Regions from separate parts of the Oryctolagus cuniculus genome. Here region 2 is linked to region 1. Evidence: chromatin contacts called from public Hi-C data. All regions are on one chromosome and are shown on one strand. The core of a region is the stretch at or near the end of the contact, and the rest is flanking DNA. Distances in the headings are between cores, read along the strand shown.

Evidence for each region. A called contact is a pair of places that touch in the nucleus more often than the background predicts.
Region 2: a Hi-C map of liver shows a contact between it and region 1, with 5 times the contacts expected there. The contact joins the enhancer-like site here to the promoter of S1PR1 in region 1. A contact is called at or near these places in 2 of 6 Hi-C or Micro-C datasets (liver and an unstated tissue).

What each region holds. Positions count from the first base shown.
Region 1 is chr7:69,070,969-69,077,158 of mOryCun1.1, forward strand. S1PR1 (sphingosine-1-phosphate receptor 1) reads right to left here and starts at 3,499. Exons shown (of 1, transcript NM_001198946.1): 1 at 2,351-3,499. The coding sequence starts at 3,499. The coding sequence ends at 2,351.
Region 2 is chr7:69,196,864-69,203,053 of mOryCun1.1, forward strand. No RefSeq gene overlaps it. Among named protein-coding and RNA genes, the nearest start is that of DPH5, 110 kb to the right of the region's middle. Within about 2 kb of position 3,933, at least 1 of the 8 cell types and tissues checked has an H3K27ac peak or open chromatin away from gene starts, as enhancers often do.

The DNA.
Region 1 (6,190 bases), core at 2,249-4,748:
TCTTTGGAGCATTTTTGGCATTTCCTTCAGGAAACTGGAGGTGATGACCTCAGGTTTCCGTAGTGAACACACTTCTGTTTCCCACAGTTAACCTTACCCAGAAATGACATCTACACTATTAGGTAAAGTTTATCTTCATGCCCCAACTGTGTCCTGTGCATATTCAATGACACTTGAAAGCACAAATGCTCGAAGTAACAATAGGACGGGAGACTCAAACACACCAAAATACTTTGATTTTCTCCCCAGCACAACAGTATCGAAACGAGAATTGACTATTAATATAACACTCTGATGCTTGCTGTGTGCTCTGGCTTTCATTTTATAGTTGGAGAAATTGAAAGCCAAGAGGGTTAAAGCTTTCCAATACTGTGAACTGAATTTTATTGCAGATAAAAGGTGCTGTGCTACACAGCCTACATTCTGCAACTTGCTTATCCTTTGACATTCCTTACTTCCATATTGTCCCAGAGAAGTCCAGACGGTGTCCAAAATAAATAAATAAAGCCAAGTTAATATTATTTCCTTTATCTATATCTTCATTCAGCATATTGATGAAGTGCCGAGAGTACACATTTTGGTTGATGAGTTCAAACTGAATATAATTTAAATTAGATTTACAATCACATTGGTGTATATTAGCTTATGACAGAATTCCTGTAGCTAATTTAGTTAGGTTTTACCTAATTATATTTACTTGCTAACAGGGTATTCAGAAAGTTGGTGGTTTTATCTCATTCTTTAGTACTCTTCAATGTTAACTCATTGAGGTTTCTCTTCCTGAAAAAGATACAGTGGTTTCTAAACAAACCACATCTTTTTCATGCCATAGTTTATCAAGGTGAAATCCTTTAAAGAAAAACAGAAGTTTGTACTTAGGTATGTTTCCAAAGATCTTCAAGGTCAAAGAGAATGTCTCAGTAATTGTTTTCAAAAATGCTCTTCACAAAGGGATCTTTAAAAAAATCAGTTTATTAATGTTTAAAAGTCGATAAAGCTATGTGCAAAATGATTCACAAAAGTCAGAAACCTATTAAATACTATTTTTTAAAAAAGACATTTCTTGGTTTAATTGCACTGAAAATCAAACTAAAGAGACAGTAATATATTTTTATTCTTTCTTTGTGACACTTATACACATCTTCAATTACTATCTAATGAACAACTGTACTGAAAAAGTTCTGGTGTTCCCTATCAGTTAAAGTAATGCTTTCAAGGGCACAAGAGGGTGGTATTTTCTTAAGAAATACACATTCAATGGTGTTAACACAGGTTAGAAAAATCCAATAAAAAGACATCTGCTGAAACAAATACATTCAAAAATCATGAAAAGTTCTTTTAACACAACAAAACACAACCATCTTGTTGGTTAAAATGAATCACGTAACACTCTGAAATAAACATCAACAAAAGTGCCAAAGACAGCTGTTGTATTTGTTAGACAAAGTCATTAAGAAATCTCTCTTGGTTTACAAAAGTTAACTCCCAGTCAGTTTTCACCTTGTTTTGCTTGCTTGTTTCTCCCATAGCACTAAGGCTCCTGGCTGATATCACTGAAAGTGGACTTCTTCGAGCGAATTACAGCCACAATGGACATGATGCGGGAACATTTCATTGTAAAGACGGTTTTGTTTTTCGTTGTTTTTTAAAGAATCAAAGTGACTTCAACCAAATTCCAAGAAACTGATCCAGCTCACATGGAAACTTTGGCCTCAGCATGTGAAATTGCTTTACATCTCCAACCAACTCCCTGCCTACCTACTCAACACAGCCTACCTGCTACAGATCATCAACAAATGGCCCTGGGGCCACCGCCTCAGCTCTGGCCAATACCAGGAGGCTAAGATACAAAGTAAAGGAGTTGGAGGAGGGGCGTGAAGGGGAAGGGAGGGAGGGATGTGCGGAGCATCCCAAAACAAGCAGAAGTGCACACGCTCACTCGGATTTGGAACTCAAGTGAAAGAAAACATCTTTCCAACACTCCAGACAGACGGACGCTTTCTCATGGGGACGTTAGTCTTTGAGGAGGGGCCAAAAGAACCCTTCGGGAGCTTGACAATGCTAGACCTTTGGCTCAGTGCAAAATCAAAGCTCCAGTGGGGAGGAAACAGACTCCAGGCCGGCCCGATCTCCACCCTTCCCAGTGCATTGTTCAGGGGAGCTACTGCTACCACAAACACGAGGCACCGCCACGATGCTGCGGTTTCCCCCCTCCTCCATCCCTCTGGCTCGCAGCAGCTCCTCCCTGGCAACAGTCGAGGCCCAGAGACGGTCCCCCTACCCCCACCCCCGACGCCGGGTGGTGGGCGACCATGTAACAGTGCTTCCCACGGGTTGGCAGCTGTCCGTTTTAGGAGGACGAGTTGACGTTGCCAGAAGACATGATGGTCTCGGGGTTGTCCCCATCGTCCTTCTGGGGGTGGGAGGAGTTGTCCGATTTACTGCGACTGAATTCCACGCCCGCGATGATGGGGCGCTTGAACTTGCCGGCCGAGTCTCCGCTGGGACACTTGCAGCAGGACATGATCCGGATGAAGGCCCGGCGCATCTCCTTGTTGGTCAGCGTGTAAATGATGGGGTTGGTGCCGGAGTTGAGCACAGCCAGCACCAGGAAGTACTCCGCTTTGAAGAGGATGTCGCAGGTCTTCACCTTGCAGCCCACGTCCAGCAGAAGCAGGATGAAGAGCGGGGCCCAGCAGGCGATGAAGACGCTCAGGACGATGATGACGGTCTTGAGCAGCGCCAGCGACTTCTCCGAGCTGCGGCTGGCCTTGGAAATGTTCTTGCGGAAGGTCAGCCGGCGGCTCCGAGTCCTGACCAGGGAGTAGATCCTGCAGTACAGGATGACGATGGAGAGCAGGAGCAGGGTGAAGACGGTGGTGCAGAAGAGGATATAGTGCTTGTGGTAGAGCGGCAACACGGTGGAGCAGCTGGACAGCGTGCTGATGCAGTTCCAGCCCATGATGGGCAGGCCACCCAGGATGAGCGAGATGACCCAGCAGGCGCTGATGAGCAGGAAGGAGCGGAAGCTGTTGCTGCCATTGTGCAGCTTCATCTTCAGCATGGTGATGTAGCGCTCGATGGCGATGGCCAGCAGGCTGAACACCGACGCAGAGAGCGCCACAAACATACTCCCTTCCCGCAGGAACCACTGCGCCGGCGTCAGCTTGTAGGTGGTGGCCCCCGACAAGAGCAGGTTGGCGGTGTAGGCCACTCCCGCCAACAGGTCTGAGAGGGCCAGGTTGCCAATAAAGTAGTACATGGGGCGGTGGAATTTCTTGGTTTTCCAAATGGTCAGCAAGACAAAGATGTTCTCCAGGATGATGAAGCAGCAGATGAGAATGAAAACCACCGAAGTCAGCTTAATGCCATTCTCCTTGTCCGCGCTGATGTTCAGCTTCCCCGTGTAATTGTAATGCCGCACGATGATATCGTAGTTGACATAGTCGGAGACCGAGTTGCGGAGGGCCTTGACCAGCGGGATGTTGGTGGGCCCCATGGTACCCGCTCTGTCTCCGCGCCACGAACCCGGGGAGCTCTTCTCCGGACGAGCGCTAGAGGGCGAGGCTGAGGCACGAGCTGTCACCCGCTGCCGGGGAGGTTCAGGGAGCAATCCAGGCTTTTTTGTGCAGCCTTGCCTTGCCTGGGGAGAGCCTCAGAAACCGCAGCCTGAAACAAGTCACAAAGAGGAAGGAGTCAGGCAGAAAGCCACAGCACACTGGTATAATTCATTCTGGCCAAGGCACTGCTCCAGTTTTGTTCTTGTTGATTTGGTTTAGGGAAACGTAGGGAGGGGAACTTTTTTGTTAAATAAATTTCTTGCAAAAAGGGGGGTGGGGCCGTTGGGGGTAGGGGCGAGGGGAAACAGAGGAAGAAAGCCCAAACATTTACCCAAGCTGAAAATTCCAAACAGAAGAGACGAAAACTCTCTCCCTATTGTCACAGCCGCTCAAATGGAAATGGGAAACCTGGGGTGCATGGCGGAAGGAGTAGGGGTGGGGAGGCGCCCCATTCGGACTCCACTCTCGCCTGCTCGCCCCACCCTCGACGCCCTGATTTCCATTCGGGAGATTCTCCGAAGCCGCCACCAGCTCAGCTGTGCGCTCACCACCAGCTCACGGCCTCTCCTCGGAAGACACTTAACCGCCAGCCACAGGGTGGAGACGCACACCTCTTCCCTTGCCCCACTTTACCCCCCACCCACGCCAAGCTCAAGGACGCAAGCACCACCTCCTAATTGCCATGCAAGAAATTAGATTTGCACGAAAATCATTTGACAGCGCAAGTCATTTTTTGGACTCTATTAATAACTCTCTAGGAGCAGGTGTGCTTAGGGTCGGAGGGCGCAGCGAGGTGTGGGCAGGCGGGTCCGCCCCATCTTGCGGTAAACAGGAAAGCTTAGCGCCTCCGTGAAGCAACTGCCTTTTCTACCTTCTTCTTTTTTTTCCCGCAAGTCAGTGCAAGTAAATTTAAAGGCGCTCAGTGCAAACCATTCATAAGAGATTGCAGCAAATCTCATAAGTTTTGCACATCGGTTGATTGCATAAATATTTTAGGGTTAGTATCACACGAGAGAGAGAAACAGAGGGGAGAGAGGGAGGGAGAGAGAGAGAGAGAGAAAGTTACAGGGCTAAAGATAACAACAGTTCATGCCACCGCATTCCTAATCTCCAATGCAAAAGCGCTCTCCAAAAAGGCGCCCACACAGACGTCTAGGGCATTGCTAAACTCGCCGGCGCAGCCTCATTTACGGCTGCCCTCCAACGCTCTGCCTCCTTTAAACACCCAGAAACTGAAGGGAATGACGCCCAGCAGCAATCTGCAAAAGTCTCTTTCAAGTTGGTTAAAAGTTTCAAGGTAAGGTTGCAAAGAAAAAGTGCAGTAAAGGCGGCGGGAGCGAAGCAGGCAGAGCTAGCTCGCGCCCAGAGGCTCCGCATTTCCATCTCATTCGACACCCCGCGCGCGGGCAGGACAAGTTTAAGTCATCGCCGTGTCCCGCATATTCTTTGTCTAAAGGCTTTCCAAAAATAAGCGCCTTCCCTGTCTTCCCACCAACCGCGGCGTCCGCTCGCCATTCCCACTCCCAGTCTGTTCGACTATTAGGAATTCGGAACTAGCCCTTTTCCAAACTCCAGGCACCAGCAGTACCGCCCCTCGCCCCCCGCGCCCGCGCCCCGAACAATCCGATGGAGCTGGGCTCCTGGGTAGCACCAGAGAGGAATCTTTTTCAAACTTTCCGTTGCCTTCGTTCGGGTTGAAAAATTCGTTTCTGACTCCTGCGCCATCTGGCCCGAGGGCCCCCCCCGGCGCCCCCGGCCCCCATGCGCGCCGCCCGCAACCCCGTACCTCGCTCAGGCGGGACGCAGCTGCGTTCGAAGAGCTCCGGCTCGGCGCGCCCCGCTCCTCATCTTGTTGCCGCCCGCAATGAGCTGCGTCGCGCCCTGGCAAACTTAACTCCAGTCGGGGTCCCCTCCCTGCGCAGCCGTGCACTCCAAAGGGTAGCCTGGCTGGCGTGGCCTGGCTCCCGGCTGCGTTCGCCTCGCAGCGCCGCGCGGAGGCAGAGTGGCTGCTGTAGGCAGAGGCGGGGAGGGGTTAATGCCCTAACCCCCCACGCCCTCCGTCGGCGGCTGAGGGCCCCCGGATCTGGGCTGCTGAGACAAACTGTCCAGGAAAGAACTGGGGCAGACGCAAAAAGAGAAAGAGAAAAAAAAAAAAAAAAAAAAAAAAAAAAAGCACCCTCCCCCCCCAACCAGCAAAAAAAAAAAAAAAAAGCAGAAGGGGCGGAGCGTGGTGCCCCCTGGATTCTAATGTATAAATCTCTGCCTTCGCCCAGCGATCAGCCGCCGCTCTGCGCCCTGGAGAGGAGAGGAGGGCAAGAGCCCTAGAAACTTCTCTCCCGAAAAGTCTTATCCGAGGTCCCGTAGCGCACCTCCCGGCTCCCCCAGCCCGCAGCCCTGGGAGAATCAAATCTCCAGATCGGGGTCGGGCTACCCAGGGCCGCGTTCAGCGCCCACAGGGGAAACCGGAGCCTGGGCGAGGAGTGGCTGCGAAGGGGCTGCGAGGAGTGTGGAGCCGGCGAGTGGCCCGGGAGTGGAAAGAGCCTGAAGATTCCCCGACACCGCCGCCTCCCTGTGGAGATCCCAGTGCCGCCGAACCCCTTGCGGTCCGACCCGCACTTAGTGGCTTTCCC
Region 2 (6,190 bases), core at 2,683-5,182, 130 kb after region 1:
GAGCCTGCAAATTGAGAGCCCTCACTTCTACACTGGGCAAGGTTAGGTGTACCTAACCTGTGTATGAGGTACTCGCTGTCATAGAGGACAGAGTTTCCTATGACATGAGGGAGTCAAGATTTGACCAGGTTTTCAAGGACAAAACTGGAATTTCAAAGATGGAAGTAGGAACAGAACAATCATAAAATAAGCATGTATTAAGCATCACCTAAGAACAATATGCTGTCTATACAAAGGTGAACAAATTAGGGATTTTGCCTTCAAACAGCATAAAGGCTACTGAGGAGAAAAATATATTGAATGTATTAGAATAAAATAAAATAAATGCACTGAAGTGAATATTAATGTTAAGTAAAGTGGCAACATAAAAGCAACAGCAATGAATTCTTTCAGAAGGAGTAAGTGGAGGTCCATAGGGAAGTGAGATGCAAGTTGGGTCTCGAGGGATGTGGAGGAGTTCAATTGAAGACCCTTTGAAGCGGATGATAGCGCATGACAGAGAATTGAACCTGGAAAATGCATTTCAGAGTTACAAGCAATTGCCACTGCTGAAGCCCAAGGTAAGAAGTAGGAAGCAAAAGGTGCAGAAAGACAGAGCTGATGAGCCTCCACATGCTGAAAGAATGACAAGTGGTCTGCAAAGGGTGGAACATAATGTGCCTTGGATAAAATGGTTGCTGCTGAGGTTCTAAAGGTTGCGTGGAACAGGTTAAGGTGAGTGCATGCTTGGATCTGTGGTTTTCACTTTTCAGTTAAAAGAGATTGTTGCTGGGGACCCCTCTCAGCAGAAACTTGTGAAGGCTCTCAAACACTCTGAAGCCCAGACACAGCTCCCGCAGGTTCTCAGGTCTCAGCTAGCACTTTCTTCAAAACAGTGCTTTCACGCCTTTTGAGTAGTAGCCTAAACTTAAAAATGATGACATTTGAATAGTATGCTGAGGTCAACAGAAACAACTGCTTGAGGTTAGAAACAATGAACTGAGGTTCTGGCTACTGCCACTACCTAGGGGTGCCAAAGGTTAGAGGGATTAAGTATCTTGGGGCACCTGTGATTGAAGAGTAAAAATATTTGTTCTGTAGTTTGAAGGGGAAAGTCTAACAGCAAGGCAGAGAGTAAACAGGAGGCCAACAGATCAGCTGGAAGAGCACCAGAGGCCATCAGTGCTCGTCATGTGGCACTGATGGGGAGGAGAGAAAAAAGAAGGCATTCTAGGGTTTGTAAAGTCAGAATCAAAAGCTTTGGTGCCAGTGGTGACTATAGAGTCTTTACATACAGGAGCTTCAAGTAGGTTTGAAGAAGGAGTAGGGGGTTTGGAAAACCATCAAATGTGTCTGTATTTACTGTTCACGATGCAAGCTAAGTCTTAGGGATCTATGAGAAATAACAGACAAAATGATTTAACTGAAGCCCATGATGTTTTAAAAACTCAAATGCAAACACGATAAAAATCAGTTGTCTTCTTGTAACCCAAATGCTGCAGAAGGTTTGAACCCCATGAAAGGTGACTTGATAAAGAGCAGCTTTGTTTAAAATGTTTCACACACTTAACAGAAAGTCCGAGAAAGATTTTCATTTTAGATATTTGATGTCTTATGTATTTTTATAAACACTGGCTTACGAACATAAGGGCTTTTTTCCCCCTCCCTTCATCATCATATTTTAGTTTTATCTGATCGAAAGGGTGTGGCTCATGATCCACAGCAACCACTAAGCCACCTGAGAAGGAGCAGCAGAGGGTGTGAAAGTCTTTCAAGTGTGTAGGAGTGCACACAAATCAAGTAGATTATGCCCACTGCTCTTATACTCGCTGCTGTGAACATTAATAATCTAAATAAAAATTCATCCATTAAGCACTTCTCCTGTATTATTATTTTTATTTGTCAACATGGAGGTGGCATAAATAAGAATTTATTTTCTTTTTTTCTAAATGAAACTGTTGGGATCTACCTCTTTCCTCTTTTAAAACTAATTCAGAGTTTTATAAGGTTTTTTTTTCCTATAAATAATTGCGTGGATAATTTGAATTTTGTCCCTACTGGAATTAAAGCATAGAATTCCTTGAACCCTGGCAGTTAAGAACTCAGGGGACCCTCAAAAGAGTAGACTGCAGTTTAGGAAGGGGGAATGCTTACTGTACTTGGTTTGTGACCTGGTGCTTTGCTGTTATCTGCTACAGGCAGCTGTTGTACATTTTCTGCCCAATTCATTTGAAGACTATAAAAAAAAAAAAAGAAAAAAGAAGAACACCCTGAAGTCAGATGCATGTGAAAGCAATGCTGAACATGTCAACAAAGAGAATGAGCTTGATCTATTGCGTACCTCACAAGGAGTGAAGAAACAAAGCAGGAAAATGGAGTGGTTTCAGAAAGATCTTATCCCAATTTACAGAAGCAAGGAAGCTCAACCCTCAGAGACTCAGAGGGAGCAGGCATTAGGTGGATTCTCCTGCAAAGTGCCCCTACACGGAGAGAAAGGCAAATCTGCATACATATACAATGCATGCAGCACTTCCTCCTCTTACAAAAGCTATTGTGAAGATGTGCTTCTATGCCAGGCTAATTGTGGCTACTGTACGTGTGACTGAATCAAACAAGGGAAGACACCCCAAACAGAAGGTAGTATGTCACTGTGCTTCACTAAGCAAGGCAGACATGCAGAGTGCTTGTAATCAGATTCCCCAGAAGTCCAAGTCCTATCAAAAAGGGGCCCTGAAAAATACACATAGCCTGTAACAGCCACTATTTTGACCTGATTCCCACTCCTGGGTTTTCCAAATTTGTCAACATTATGCCATGGTTGAAAACAAGCTTTTATTAAGGATAACCAATCTTTCAGTACTAAAATAATTTTTCCAGGTGTCAGGATGGGATTAAATTCCATCAAAGACCCTTAATATTGGTGATCCATACACATGTTCCACACAGATTCTTAGAAGCAGTAGGCTATCATACTGACATTCACAAACAGGAAGTATAAAACTAGGAATACTACAAGCTGTAAATGTCCAAGGCCCAAACCATAATAGCATTGCAATGAGAACTAAGGCTACTTTCTGATGCTTTTACAGCAGGATCTGTGATCAGATCAGACAACATTATTCAGTAACAGAAGCAGAGATCTATTTTTCTTTGTTTTTTTTTTTATTAAACGAGAGATAAGAGTTAATTTTCTTCAGTGGTGCATCTGCAAATTCTCCATATCAAGGGGAGTCCTATATATTAAAAAATTAAAGGCAATATTGGAAGAATAATTTTTGTTATGAAAACAAAGACCTAGAATTATAGTATTTGGTATGTAAAATTCAAGTGGCCCTTTTTTCCTGACTATCAAAAATTAGGATATTATATTTTTATTTTAATAGACAAGTATGACCACAAGTTAGCCTTGATTAAAAATATTATCTTTTAGGCAATTCCATAGCACATAACTAGGAAGAGAGTTAGGGAAAAGATGACTAAGATGGAATATCAGCTATTAATGTAGGCTGATAATTTTTATATTCAAAATCAACAAATAAATTCCAACCTTTCATTTCAATCCTGTTCATCACCTTTCTCAATGTGGCTAAATCCATAATTGAAAGCAAATAGAAATACAAATATGTTAAGCTTTGGTTGAAACTCCAAAACTAGAAACATATGCATATTTTACTAGTATATTTGGGAAAAATAGCTTTGATTGAATGAATTCTCTAGATTAACAAAGATAAGAAAACATTTTTTTTTCACCTATATAGTGAAAAACCTAGCTAAAATATTGTACTTTACTAATAGAAAGAATATGATGACCATCTATAAGTGATTCTTGCTATTAAAATGCTGGAGATTTCACTTTTTCCATTTCTTCATTTGAAACACATTTACTGAGCATTTTGTATGTGTCAGGCAGTGTTCTGGGATAAGCTTTATTTAATGATTTGTCATATGTAGCCTAGAAGGCAGTCTAGACAACACAGCTCAGTGTGTGGGTGTGCAGATTCCAAAATATACCTTAGAAACACCACTTAAAAGATTCCTGTCAGCTTGACTTTAGTGGTATAGCTATCCCTGAAGGTTTCCTATGCCTGCAGGCTCTTCAACAACTTAATTGAAGATCCTGGTTGATCTCTGTTTCATTGCAGTGTGAGATAATTTGGTAAAGCAATTACTACAGCACTGGAACAAGAGATGATTTGTGCATGATTGGCAGAACTGCACAACGTAAACAGCATCTTTCTTCACTGTCTATGTAAAAACAAGTCATCTTGCATAGAAAGGATAAGCAGTGGGACTTCAAAACAGCACAGCTTCAAGGGTCAGAAAAACGTGACCACTGACTATTGGGTAACGTCAAATTTTTTTAGCTTTCGTGTCCCTATCTGAAAAAGATAATGGAATAATGTCCATCTCAGTTATTCTGAATATTTGCTATGATAATCCATTCAACAAATATTCACCAAGTACTTTATCCTGAGGGCAAAGGAAAATCATTGTAGGTCTTAAATAAGTGGTAACATAATTATATTTGAACTTTGGAAATTTCTCTCTGGCTGCAGTATGGCAAATGAATGAAGATAAGAGTGGTAGGAGGGGGCCGGCGCTGCGGCTCACTAGGCTAATCCTCCGCCTTGCGGCGCCAGCACACTGGGTTCTAGTCCCGGTCGGGGTGCCGGATTCTGTCCCGGTTGCCCCTCTTCCATCAGCTCTCTGCTGTGGCCCGGGAGGGCAGTGGAGGATGGCCCAAGTGCTTGGGCCCTGCACCCCATGGGAGACCAGGATAAGCACCTGGCTCCTGCCATCGGATCAGCATGGTGCGCCGGCCGTGGCGGCCATTGGAGGGTGAACCAACAGCAAAAGGAAGACCTTTCTCTCTGTCTCTTTCTCTCACTGTCCACTCTGCCTGTCAAAAAAAAAAAAAAAAAAAAAAAAAAGAGTGGTAGGAGGGAAACCTATTATGGTCTTATTATTAAGAGACAAGTGTGACCTTCATGGAAGCAGAGGCAGCAATGAAGAGGAGAAATAAACCTAATTGAGCATTATTAAAAACCTTTAAAAATAGTATCTAGACAGGCTGGATACATGAGACAAGTGTAAGGTACAAAAAGGAACATCTAGGTTCTCACTTGTTTATATGAGAGAATGGTGCTGCCATTAACCAGGAGAGTTCATAAGAAATGCCGCAGATCTGTGGAAAAAATGACAAATTCTGTTCTAAACAGGTTGCGCCTGAAGTCCCAGTGAGATTTTCCAAGTAGCAATACAAAAGTTGTGACTAGAAATACAAGGCTGGAGGTGCTGTCACAGGGTACAACAATTGAGACACAACCTGAGATGCCCACCTTCCACACTGCAGTGCCTAGGTTCGAGTCCTGGCTTTGCTTCTGATTCCAGCTTCCTGCTAGTGTGCACCTTGGGTAGCAGCAGTTGATGGTATTTGCATAAAACTTATGCACATCCTCTCATATATTTTTAACTTGGTTACTTTTAATACCTCCAAATGGCATTAAATAGTTGTTCTACTGTATTGTTCAGGGAATAATGATGGGAGAAGGGGTCTGTACCTGTTCAGAACAGTTAGGTCACTGTTACCCACATGGGAAACCTGTATTAAGTTCTGAACTCCTGGTTTCAGCCTGGCCCAGCTTTGGCTGTTGCAGATATTTGGGGAGTGAACCACAGATGGAAGATCCCTTCCCGCCTGCCCCCATTCAAATAAATAATTTAAAAAATATATAGAACCAGAGATACTATGGGAGAATACAATACAGAGTAGAAAGTAACAGTGGATGTTACTGGGCAGGCCTCCTAATCTCTGATTCTCCCACTGGTCTGGAAACCCCCGCAGCTCAGAGACCATGAGCAATTCACTACAGTGTTCTGTAGGTAATCATTTGGAACTGTTTTTGTAACCACTAGCCCTACCTGAAAAGCCCATCTAATATCTTGTCTCAGTTCCTTATTTTTTCCCAGTGCTGCTCAAAAAGCATCTCTCTATGGTCCCCTTCCATTAGTCCATGTACTAGTTTTCATCTATGGGTTTCTTAGAAGTTCAAAGTTCTGTATTTGTATTTTAAGACATGCTTAAAGTATTCACGCTCTCTCACTTCAGTTTTTCCATACAGCTGTTGAACCTAACTTGTCCCTTGGCATTCCTGGAGGATTGGTTTCCCCCCAAAATACCAAAATTTAGAGGTCCCAAGAGGTTATAGTT